Regions from separate parts of the Zea mays genome. Here regions 1 and 3 are each linked to region 2. The links are chromatin contacts, called in public Hi-C maps. All regions are on one chromosome and are shown on one strand. Each heading gives the region's core, a stretch centred on a gene start, on an enhancer-like site or on the middle of the called end of the contact. The rest is flanking DNA. Distances are from core to core; before and after follow the strand shown. Region 1 holds the start of LOC100192079. Region 2 holds the start of LOC100282843. Region 3 holds the start of LOC100283024.

The links. Hi-C and Micro-C count contacts between places; a contact is called where the count stands out from the background.
Region 1: a contact with region 2 is called in a Hi-C map of tassel, with 2.5 times the contacts expected there. The contact joins the promoter of LOC100192079 here to the promoter of LOC100282843 in region 2. A contact is called at or near these places in 2 of 25 Hi-C or Micro-C datasets (ear and tassel).
Region 3: a contact with region 2 is called in a Hi-C map of leaf, with 5 times the contacts expected there. The contact joins the promoter of LOC100283024 here to the promoter of LOC100282843 in region 2. A contact is called at or near these places in 6 of 25 Hi-C or Micro-C datasets (bundle sheath, ear, endosperm and 2 more).

Annotation. Positions count from the first base shown.
Region 1 is chr3:219,526,857-219,530,078 of Zm-B73-REFERENCE-NAM-5.0, forward strand. It overlaps LOC100192079, which reads left to right and starts at 1,310. Exons shown (of 5, transcript NM_001137502.1): 1 at 1,310-1,746; 2 at 1,863-2,084. The coding sequence starts at 1,464.
Region 2 is chr3:219,843,370-219,846,367 of Zm-B73-REFERENCE-NAM-5.0, forward strand. LOC100282843 reads right to left here and starts at 1,619. Exons shown (of 8, transcript NM_001155749.2): 1 at 1,511-1,619; 2 at 1,306-1,375. The coding sequence starts at 1,513.
Region 3 is chr3:220,152,713-220,155,546 of Zm-B73-REFERENCE-NAM-5.0, forward strand. It overlaps LOC100283024, which reads right to left and starts at 1,314. Exons shown (of 2, transcript NM_001394734.1): 1 at 691-1,314; 2 at 1-411. The coding sequence starts at 1,250.

The sequences.
Region 1 (3,222 bases), core at 60-2,559, 320 kb before region 2:
CACTCTTCAGGGTGTACTCCCCCTCACGAGGGCGAGCTACGCTCATCACGATGTATAAGGGGAACTCTAATCTCCTTCCTTTAGTTAATAAGTGCTTTTAGCTACAAAATAAATACTTTTTAAAATTAATTACTTAATAACAATGTGTATTATAATAATATAAATATTGTAGTATTTTTTTAAAATTCTAAAAAACTAATGTATAAAAGTTAAATAGCTCATGTATAATATATAGGGGAGCTGAATCTCATGGAGGAGGTATTTAAATATAAATAGAAAGTATGAATAGAGAATGGTTTTGGAGGGAGAATGGTTGGATTTAGCCTAAGGCTCTCTCCAACAATAAACCCTAAAAGGGTTATGTACCCTATATTTAGTGGAGATATTTGCCATGTATCCCTCTATCATCGTCTTTCAAATGGTACTCGGACGTTGGTGGATTATCTATATATAGAGTTTCTCTCTTCTCTCCTCCATCCATTATAATACTTTAAACAACAGATTTAGCAAAACAAAATTTGTACAATACATTTGAGAGTATGACAAATACATACGTACAAAAAAGAAAAGTAAAATATGTCTCTGCTGGAGAGGAAGAAGATATAGAGGAGTAAATCTTTTGGAGGGGACCGTAAAAGACAGATATTGAGGATGAACTAGTCAGTTGTCCGTGTATTACTACAGTTTTTATATATCATATGAGTAGGTTTTGTTTTAATAAGACACAAAAATATATGTGTTTTATTGGTTACATGGTTGTGAGTAGACTTTGTTTTAATAATATAAAAATATATGTGTTCTATTGGTTAGAAGGTTGTGAATGTGGAGTCAACGATCAATGTTCTGACCTCATTTATGCATAATTTTACTTTATTTTTGCTCAAGAGAGAAAGGTAACCTAAGAGGGAGCCAACCTGCTCGCTAATCGCTAGTGTATGAGACTTGGTCCGTGGAAATTGGATTAAGGATGAGAGCAACATAGTTGAGGTTGAATCTAAAGGATCTACTGCGGGATAAATATTCTTGTAAGTTAAACCTCAAATGTGTAAATGTTGTGGCAGAAGCCGGATCAAATCGTCAACAGGTACATAAACTAAGGCTAGAGACTGAACCCATCCTTTGCTATCAGTGGGATTGATCCTGTAAATGTTGTGGCAGAAGAAATTGATCTGTAAAAAAAAATGATGTAGCAGTTGGATAGTTCCAATCGCGTCGTTGGGGGCCACGGCGGTCGGCGTCCACCACGTCATGCACGCGGGCGGTGAAGTCCAGCACCGTTGGACCCCGCCTTATCAATTCCCAAGTCAGACGCTGATACTGGCTGCCGCATGTCTAGATTGGTTTGGTGATGCTGATGCCGGTGCCGCATGTCTATATTGGGTAGGTGACGCTGAGGCCTCGTTCCCCAATCAGACTTGTTCGGCCTCTTCGACGGCGTGCCCGTCTCCCCGAGCTCATTCGCCATGCCTTCCTCAGCCTCCGCGAGAGGAGGACGAGGGCTCCTCTTGCCGGCGGCTGCTGAGGCGGTTGTGGTGCTAATATTGGGTGCAGTGGCGCCAGCGGCGGGTTGTTATCCGCGCGTGTTCAGCTTCGGGGACTCGCTGGCCGACACGGGGAACTACCCGTTCGTCTACGGCAACGACTCTGGGTCTGGCGGGGCCGCGCTCCGGCCACCCTACGGCGAGACCTTCTTCCACCGCGCCACCGGGCGCGCCTCCAATGGGCGCCTCGTGGTCGACTTCATCGGTAAGCTATCTACACTACGGAGGTAGTGCCATACAATCGATCGACGGATTGATCCATTAGACATTTAGACTGCGTGGTAGTACTGACTTTGAGACTTGGGATTCACGTGGCCGCAGCGGACACGCTGGGCCTCCCGTTCGTGCGACCGTATCTGAGCGGACGGAGCGCGGAGGACTTCGCGAGCGGGGCCAACTTCGCCGTCGGCGGCGCCACGGCGCTCAGCCCGGACTTTTTCCGTGCAAGGGGTTTCGACACCATGGGAAACAAAGTGGACCTCGACATGGAGATGAAGTGGTTCCGCGGCCTGCTCGACCTACTCTGTCCCGGCAATCTCGCCGGTATGTATGTTCTGCTTCACCTCCTCGTCTCCTCCAGTTCCATGCTTCCTCCCCATTTGACGGGATCGCACGCTCTGCTTCGTCGGCGCAAGGGAGCCGAATCGGTCCGCCCGATCTTATCGGCGGAAACGCTTGCTTTCACGGCACTGAGGAATCCAAACACGTTGACTGTTCCAGCTTCTTGCCCAGCCCAGCTAGGCAAGGCGAACGCTGGCAAGGGATCCAGTTGGAGTAAAAAGCAATTTCTAGAAGATACAGTGCTGTGCAGGGGAGTTCAGATATGGAAGCTGAAAGATGTTGTGTGATGCAGAGATGGAAGCTGAAAGCTGTGTGGTGCTGCTGGTGCACTGGATGTTTGGAAGTTCATCTTCGCTACTTGGTTTATATGAAAAACATAAAAACTGAAAATTCTGCTTCTAAATCGAATCTGTCATTTTTCATTTATGCTCTATAGTTATAAGTCACCTAATATATTAAATATATGTGTGACAGAGCTACTGCCATTTCTTCAAAAAAAAATCAATGATTGGTAGTATCAGTTCAACCAATGCAAATAGCTGGCCAATTCATATCAGTCACTGTAGTAGCGATTTCAGCAGAAGACAATGCATAATATTTTGCTGTCATTTTTTATTTTTAATTTATGGCACCCGAACGATCACCAATGTTAGTGTTCTTCCAATAGGCAAGTTTATGGTCAGAATTGTGAAATAAACTGTTAAATAAACTGTATGCATTAATAACTAGTTGAACTCATAATTTCAATTGTTTGGAATAGATATAGAATAATTAGTGAAAAAAGAACTGCTCATGCAAGTGCTTTTACCTCCTCTTGGCATAGCCTGTTGCGCTCAAGGAATCCGTTGTTGTGCTTGAAAACATATTTTATGATCAACCTGACTTGTTTCAAACCATATTCTACCTACAGTCAGTTGTTGTGAGCTTATCAACACTCCAACTAGGGGTGACTAGTTGTGAAAAGCCTTTAACCACTTTTGGTTTCATATTTTTACCAAAAAGGAACACAGGCTAGGAAAACGGGAGCAGTTATGTTTGGAAACCGGGAACAGAACAATTCGGTCGGGAACCGATAATTCAAATCAGCCAATCAGGCACACTAAACAACATTACCCCGAGT
Region 2 (2,998 bases), core at 369-2,868:
TCTGTCCTCGAGTAACTCCTCAACCGCGAAAGGGCCTCTAGCCTAGTGGTTGAGGACTTCCGAGTAGCACCTCCAAGTCCTGGGTTCGATTCCCCTCGGGAGCGAATTTTCAGGCTTGGTTAAAAAAATCCCCTCGTTGTGCCCCATCCGCTCTCGGGTTACGATGTCCTGTGCGCCACCCTCCGGTTGGGCCGTTGTAGAGTGGACAGTTGACGTCGACCCGTTAGTGATGGGGGGCCAGGGTTCGGGAATTTTCTCGGCCGGGACCAATGTTTCGGTCTCTTCTTAATATAATACCGGGAGGGCGGTCTTTCCCTCCCCGGCCGAGTTTTTTGAGTAACTCCTCAACCTTTCATCAGAGACTAAACAGTACAACAATAAAGCCTTTTTAGTCCCAAGCAAGTTGGGATAGGCCAGAGTTAAAACTCAACCAAAACCGCAATTTAAGGTTCCGCAGATGGATAGCTGTTATCCATGCACTCATATTCAAGACTAAATCTTTAGATATCTTCCATCCTTTCAAGTCTCCTTAACCATATTCTCACCAGTCACCAAACAGCTTACGGTACTGTTGAGTAGATCCTTGTTGCAAGGGTACTATCAGCAGAAGATGATACAGCCTTTAAGGCTGGTCAGAACAAGAAGACAAAAATTGCCAGTAACAAAATTAATCCGCAAGAAACCGGATGCATCCCATGTATTATCCAAAACACAAGAGGATACAAATCCTATAGGAATAACCCCTTTGGAACAAAGGAGTGGGTTTTTTGCAAATCCTATTTAATGGCTTGTTTCATAGGAATTTTGGAACAATTTTTACTACAGAGGTTGAACCTCATGGAAAGCTTCCTTCGTGTCAGTCTCTCATCGAATTCCTCTGTTTTTCCTGTGATCCGTCTAATACGTTTAAACTTGCTCTTGCAGTTTTATGTGCTTTCTCAATCCATAGGATTCAAGATGTTAGAGCATTTTATTCCTATGTTTTCCTATTACTGCGTTTCAAAGATGGCTAAAAACCCCCAAATCAGCACACGAATAGCTAACGGCCCTCCGTGTAGAATCCAGTGCCCACAAACCAACCACGCCCCCCTACCAATCCCATATCCATATGCCTTCCCACAATCCCACCGGGCAAAATATCTGCTGCCTCAACCACGGATCAGTACCCAGTCCGCCAGATCTCTAAGAAATCACGGCAATAAACGTGGCGCGGGCACCAGAAACTGTATCTCCCAACATCCGGATACGAATAATAATAATAATAACAACAACATTCGAGGCATATGGAAGGCCAGAGAGAATCACCAGTTCCACCGTCGCCAACGATGACGAGCTTGAAGCTGGGGTAATCCACGCCCTGCTGATTCGGCAGCGCCTGCGACATAAAAAAAACCACACAATCACCGAACGATCAGACGATCCGACCAAGGCAAACCGCAGGATCTACGTCAGGATCACCGAGCGACAACCACCCTGGAATAATCGATCTATCGCGGCAGTTCGTGCTCACCATTTCTACGGCGCGAAGAGGAGTATGGTACGGGGCGGCGGTGAACAGAGAGACCGAGGAAGCGTCTAGAGAGAGTTCGAAATGGGCTGGATTAGTAGAGGGCGTCTGGAGCTGAAGGGGCCGACGCGGGGGCTTTTATATGGGGGAAATGGCGCTTCTCTATTGCTTTCTGGTGGGGGAGCGGTGCCGGTGTGGCCCGTGTGGCCGTGTAGGTGTAGCTTTGGATGGACGCAGGGATCTGGTGCCCGCAGCGGAAGGTGCGGATCGGTGGGCGTCGCTAGCTTTCCGCCCACGCGAGGTATCTGGGCCCATTGGGCCCCGATTTTCGGCCTGCGCGCGAACAGTCGTCTCTACGCCAACGGACACCTGCGCGGCTGCCTCCGTCTCGTTTTGACCGTTGTCACTGCGTGACTGCCCTGCCGCCGAGTGAGCGTTTGGCAGAACTTTGGCTCTAACTTCTCTTTTAAAAAGTTGAGGTCCTACTAAACATTTTCTTTAAAAACGGTTTATTACGGGAAATACCTAAAAGTCAGCCGTTTTTACTGTCGAGAATAAGTTATAAATAATAGCTTTATGATCTGGCTCTGGCTTTAACACTTTAATACATAGACATGACTTTGACCTTAAGCTAAGCCGTTTCTAACAAACGATTTACGAAATAGCTTTAACTTAAATAAAGCTATTTTTTAGAAAAAAAGTCAAAGCCAGAGCTTTATCAAACAAACTCATATTTGGTCAGGGATGTTCCTCTCCTACTTTTTATAAAGTTTGGCTTAAAATATTTATAAGTTAAAGAATTTTTTCTTTAACTTAGCCACTGTTGTATCAATGGAAAGTACGTATCAAGCATCGTGATCGCCGTGTAGCAAGCACATCCAATCCATCAAACGTGCCCGTCTTTTTTTTTTGGCTTTTTGACCCTTTTTTGAAAGATTTTTACAATTGCGTCTTTTTTAGTTTGAATTTAGAAAATAGATATCTCGTCGTCAATATAAATGACACTAAAATCTATAAATTAAGCTGACGTCTACATGGCAAGAGATGGACGGCGACTGCTTTCCTAGAAACGGCCGGTCGGCCTCATCCAAAAGGAGGTCTGCGATAATGAACGTGGCTTTATATTGTCGGGCTCGCGTCTCATGAGCCAGCCGTCCAACACGTGCCGACCAGATGAAGAACGTGGCATCTTGCATGCAACTAAACCTTGGGAGAGCTAGGTAGCTGTATTACATGTGTCGTGTGTCTCGATCGTCCGCCGCAAATGCTAGCTTAGCTTGGCTACCTACAAGTTAATACTGGTATATATGATGATTATAATCACATAGGATACGTAAAACGTGATGGATTAACAAATCAGGAGAAAATCTTTCGGAAAAGGTTCAAAAAAGCAAAAAAAAAAAACGGTCAAACGTGCTCGTCGCTGCCTTCTCTAGGCGTGATATACAGGGTTCATGCTATAGCTAAGGCATTATTTGGTTCACGAATTGT
Region 3 (2,834 bases), core at 64-2,563, 310 kb after region 2:
CCCACGGCCCCGACCCCGTACAGCTCCACGCCCGTCACCACCTTGCCCCGGCTCCGGCTCGTCGGGTCCTCGCCCGCCGCCGCCGCCGCCGACCGCACCACGGCCGCGCTCCCGTCGCCGTACACGTGCAGCCGCTCCCCGTGTCCCGCTCCCGCGGCGCCGGCGTTCGGGAACCGGGGGCGGAAGAAGACCGGGCGCTCGTCCGTGCGCGGCCCGGCGTACACCATCACGCAGTCCGCCCCGGCGTGCGCCGCGCAGAGGTAGGTGCCGCCGTCTCCGTCTCCGTCTGGGTCGGCCGCCTCTGCTGCCCCCTCCGCCACCAGGACCGCCTCCGACTCCTGCCACGTGTCCGTCTCCGACCGGTACTCGAAGAGGAACGGCGTGTTGTTCACCAGCTCAGCGAACAGAAACCTTGCAGGGAAAAGCAGCAACCGCCGGCGTCAGATCGATCGAGAAGCGACATTGGTGGATTCGTATCGAGTTTTACTGTGCGTTGTCAAAATTGTTGCTTCGGCACTGCTAATTACTAGTCGTCTGAACATAAAAATTAGTGCTGGCAGCAGTGATGACGAATACTGTCTGTAACTGAGGAGGAGAGAGAGAAGGTCAGGGATGCTTGCAAGTTTTTTTTTCCTTCTTTTTCTTGCGTGAGCAACACAAAGACCCTCTCCGTAAGAAAAGGACGGGTACCTAAACCGGTTCGATCCGGGGGGATCGGCGACGAGCTTGAGGCCGAAGCGACGCCAGGAGGAGGTGCCGCGGGGGCCGAGCGGGGACGGCGGGAGGCGGCGCGCGGCGCGCGCGGTGAGGTCGACGACGACGAGCTCGCGGCGGCCGTTGGCGGCGAACAGGAAGGAGCTGCCGGACGCGGCCAGGAAGTAGAGGTCCTCGCCGGGCGGCACGGCGGGGGCGAGGATCGCCGAGACGGGGATGCGGAACCAGCGGCCCGAGGGCCCGTGGAAGCCCCTGATGGCGGCGTCGCGGGGCGGGAGCTTCTTGAAGAGGAGCAGCCACGCGGCGGCCGGCCCGGGCCCGGAGGACGCCGACGAGAGGTGGTACAGGCGGCGGAAGTCCGGCGAGGAGATGAGGCTGGAGAGCGGCCGCGCCACGGAGCGCACGCGGAGGAGCTCCGGGACGGCCAGGCGGAGCAGGATCTCGTGGAGGAGCTCCGACGGGAGCAGCAGCAGCGCGCCCAGGGCCGTGGCGGCCGAAGGGTGGTGGTGCTCCCCGGCGACCGGGTGGTCGCCCATGGGGTTAGGTGAGGTTTAATTCTGCTTGGGGATCGGAGTATGGCCTGGGGGGCTTCGCTTGTCTGGGAGACAGGTTTTGTGCCGCCGCCCTTTTATACAGACCACACATGTCCGAATTTTTTGTATTTTAGCCATTTTTCGGAAAAAAATTCACGTTTAGATCTTAAAAAATTTTAATGTCATTTTTGGACACTTTGCTCGGCGCCATAGCCTATGGCGCCGAAGTAACACAGCTCGGCGTCATAGGTTATGGCGCCGAGATCGTGTTGCGTTGGCACAACCTAGACGCGTGGCGTCGACGTGTCACCGAGCTCGGCGCCACAGATCTTGGCGCCGAGCTCGGTTGTGTTATTAACATATTTGTTGCAAACATGAGCACAAAGCCCAGCTAGCCCACTTGGTGGAGCACAAGGCTTCTAACCTTGTGGTCGTGGGTTCAAACCCCACAGTTTGCATTTTTATTTGGTTTTTTTGTTTATGTCGCTGGTGTGTCCGTTCAAATTTATTTCTCACCTATATTTTTTTATCTAGCCACTACTCATTTTTTTAAATAACTCATTAGGTATATTTTTTTTTGGGACAGGACAAGTAGAAATTACCATAGAAGGAGACACGTAAATCCCTTGATACAACAATAACACCACTGGCGCAGAACAACGTATGTTCGTTGATCCAAACGTCGTAAATGATAGCTAGCTACAAGAAACAAAGAAAAATGCTACCGCCTAAGCAAGAGGGTTGCCTAAGAAGAAAAAAAAACTCCACCTTCTTTGGTTGCTCATGCCGATTAGAGGCCACGACCACGAGGGCGTAGCATTGTAGGTTCGGCCGTTCGGGCATGCACTTGCGCAATCAAATGAATAGTGAGCCTCTAACAAATACGTAGTGCAAAATCTCCACCACAAGGAATCCGCACAAAGAGGGGAAAACACAAGCATGTAAAGGGACAGTCACGTCACTGTCTTCTCTTCACACAGTTGTTGTCTACCTGACAGAAACTCTTGCAGCCTTATATGTGTGGAAGAAGATATATAAATAGCTACAGCAGAAACAAAATAAATAACCTATCCAAAAATAGGAAAACACCATCGCTAGTTCGCTACTGTACTCGCTCCTGTAGCATGAGTCGTCGTATATACGTAGCAAACTAGCTCATCAGCTAATCATGTTCCTGAGACTCTCTCGTCAGCACCCACCGTTCGGGTTCCAGGTTTGGCACGAGTGCCCTGGCCCGCTTGGCCGCTGCCGGAGGAACCTGCTGGCAATTACGGACTCGCCGGCGGTGGCGGTGGCTCCAGCGGAGGGTTCGTCATCTAGATTTTGGATACTGTCCCAAAAAAAAATATACCTAATGAGTTATTTAAAAAAAATGAGTAGTGGCTAGATAAAAAAATATAGGTGAGAAATAAATTTGAACGGACACACCAGCGACATAAAAAAAAACCAAATAAAAATGCAAACTGTGGGGTTTGAACCCACGACCACAAGGTTAGAAGCCTTGTGCTCCACCAAGTGGGCTAGCTAGGTTTTATGCTCATGTCTGCAACAAATATGTTAATAACACAACCGAGCTCAGCGCCAAGA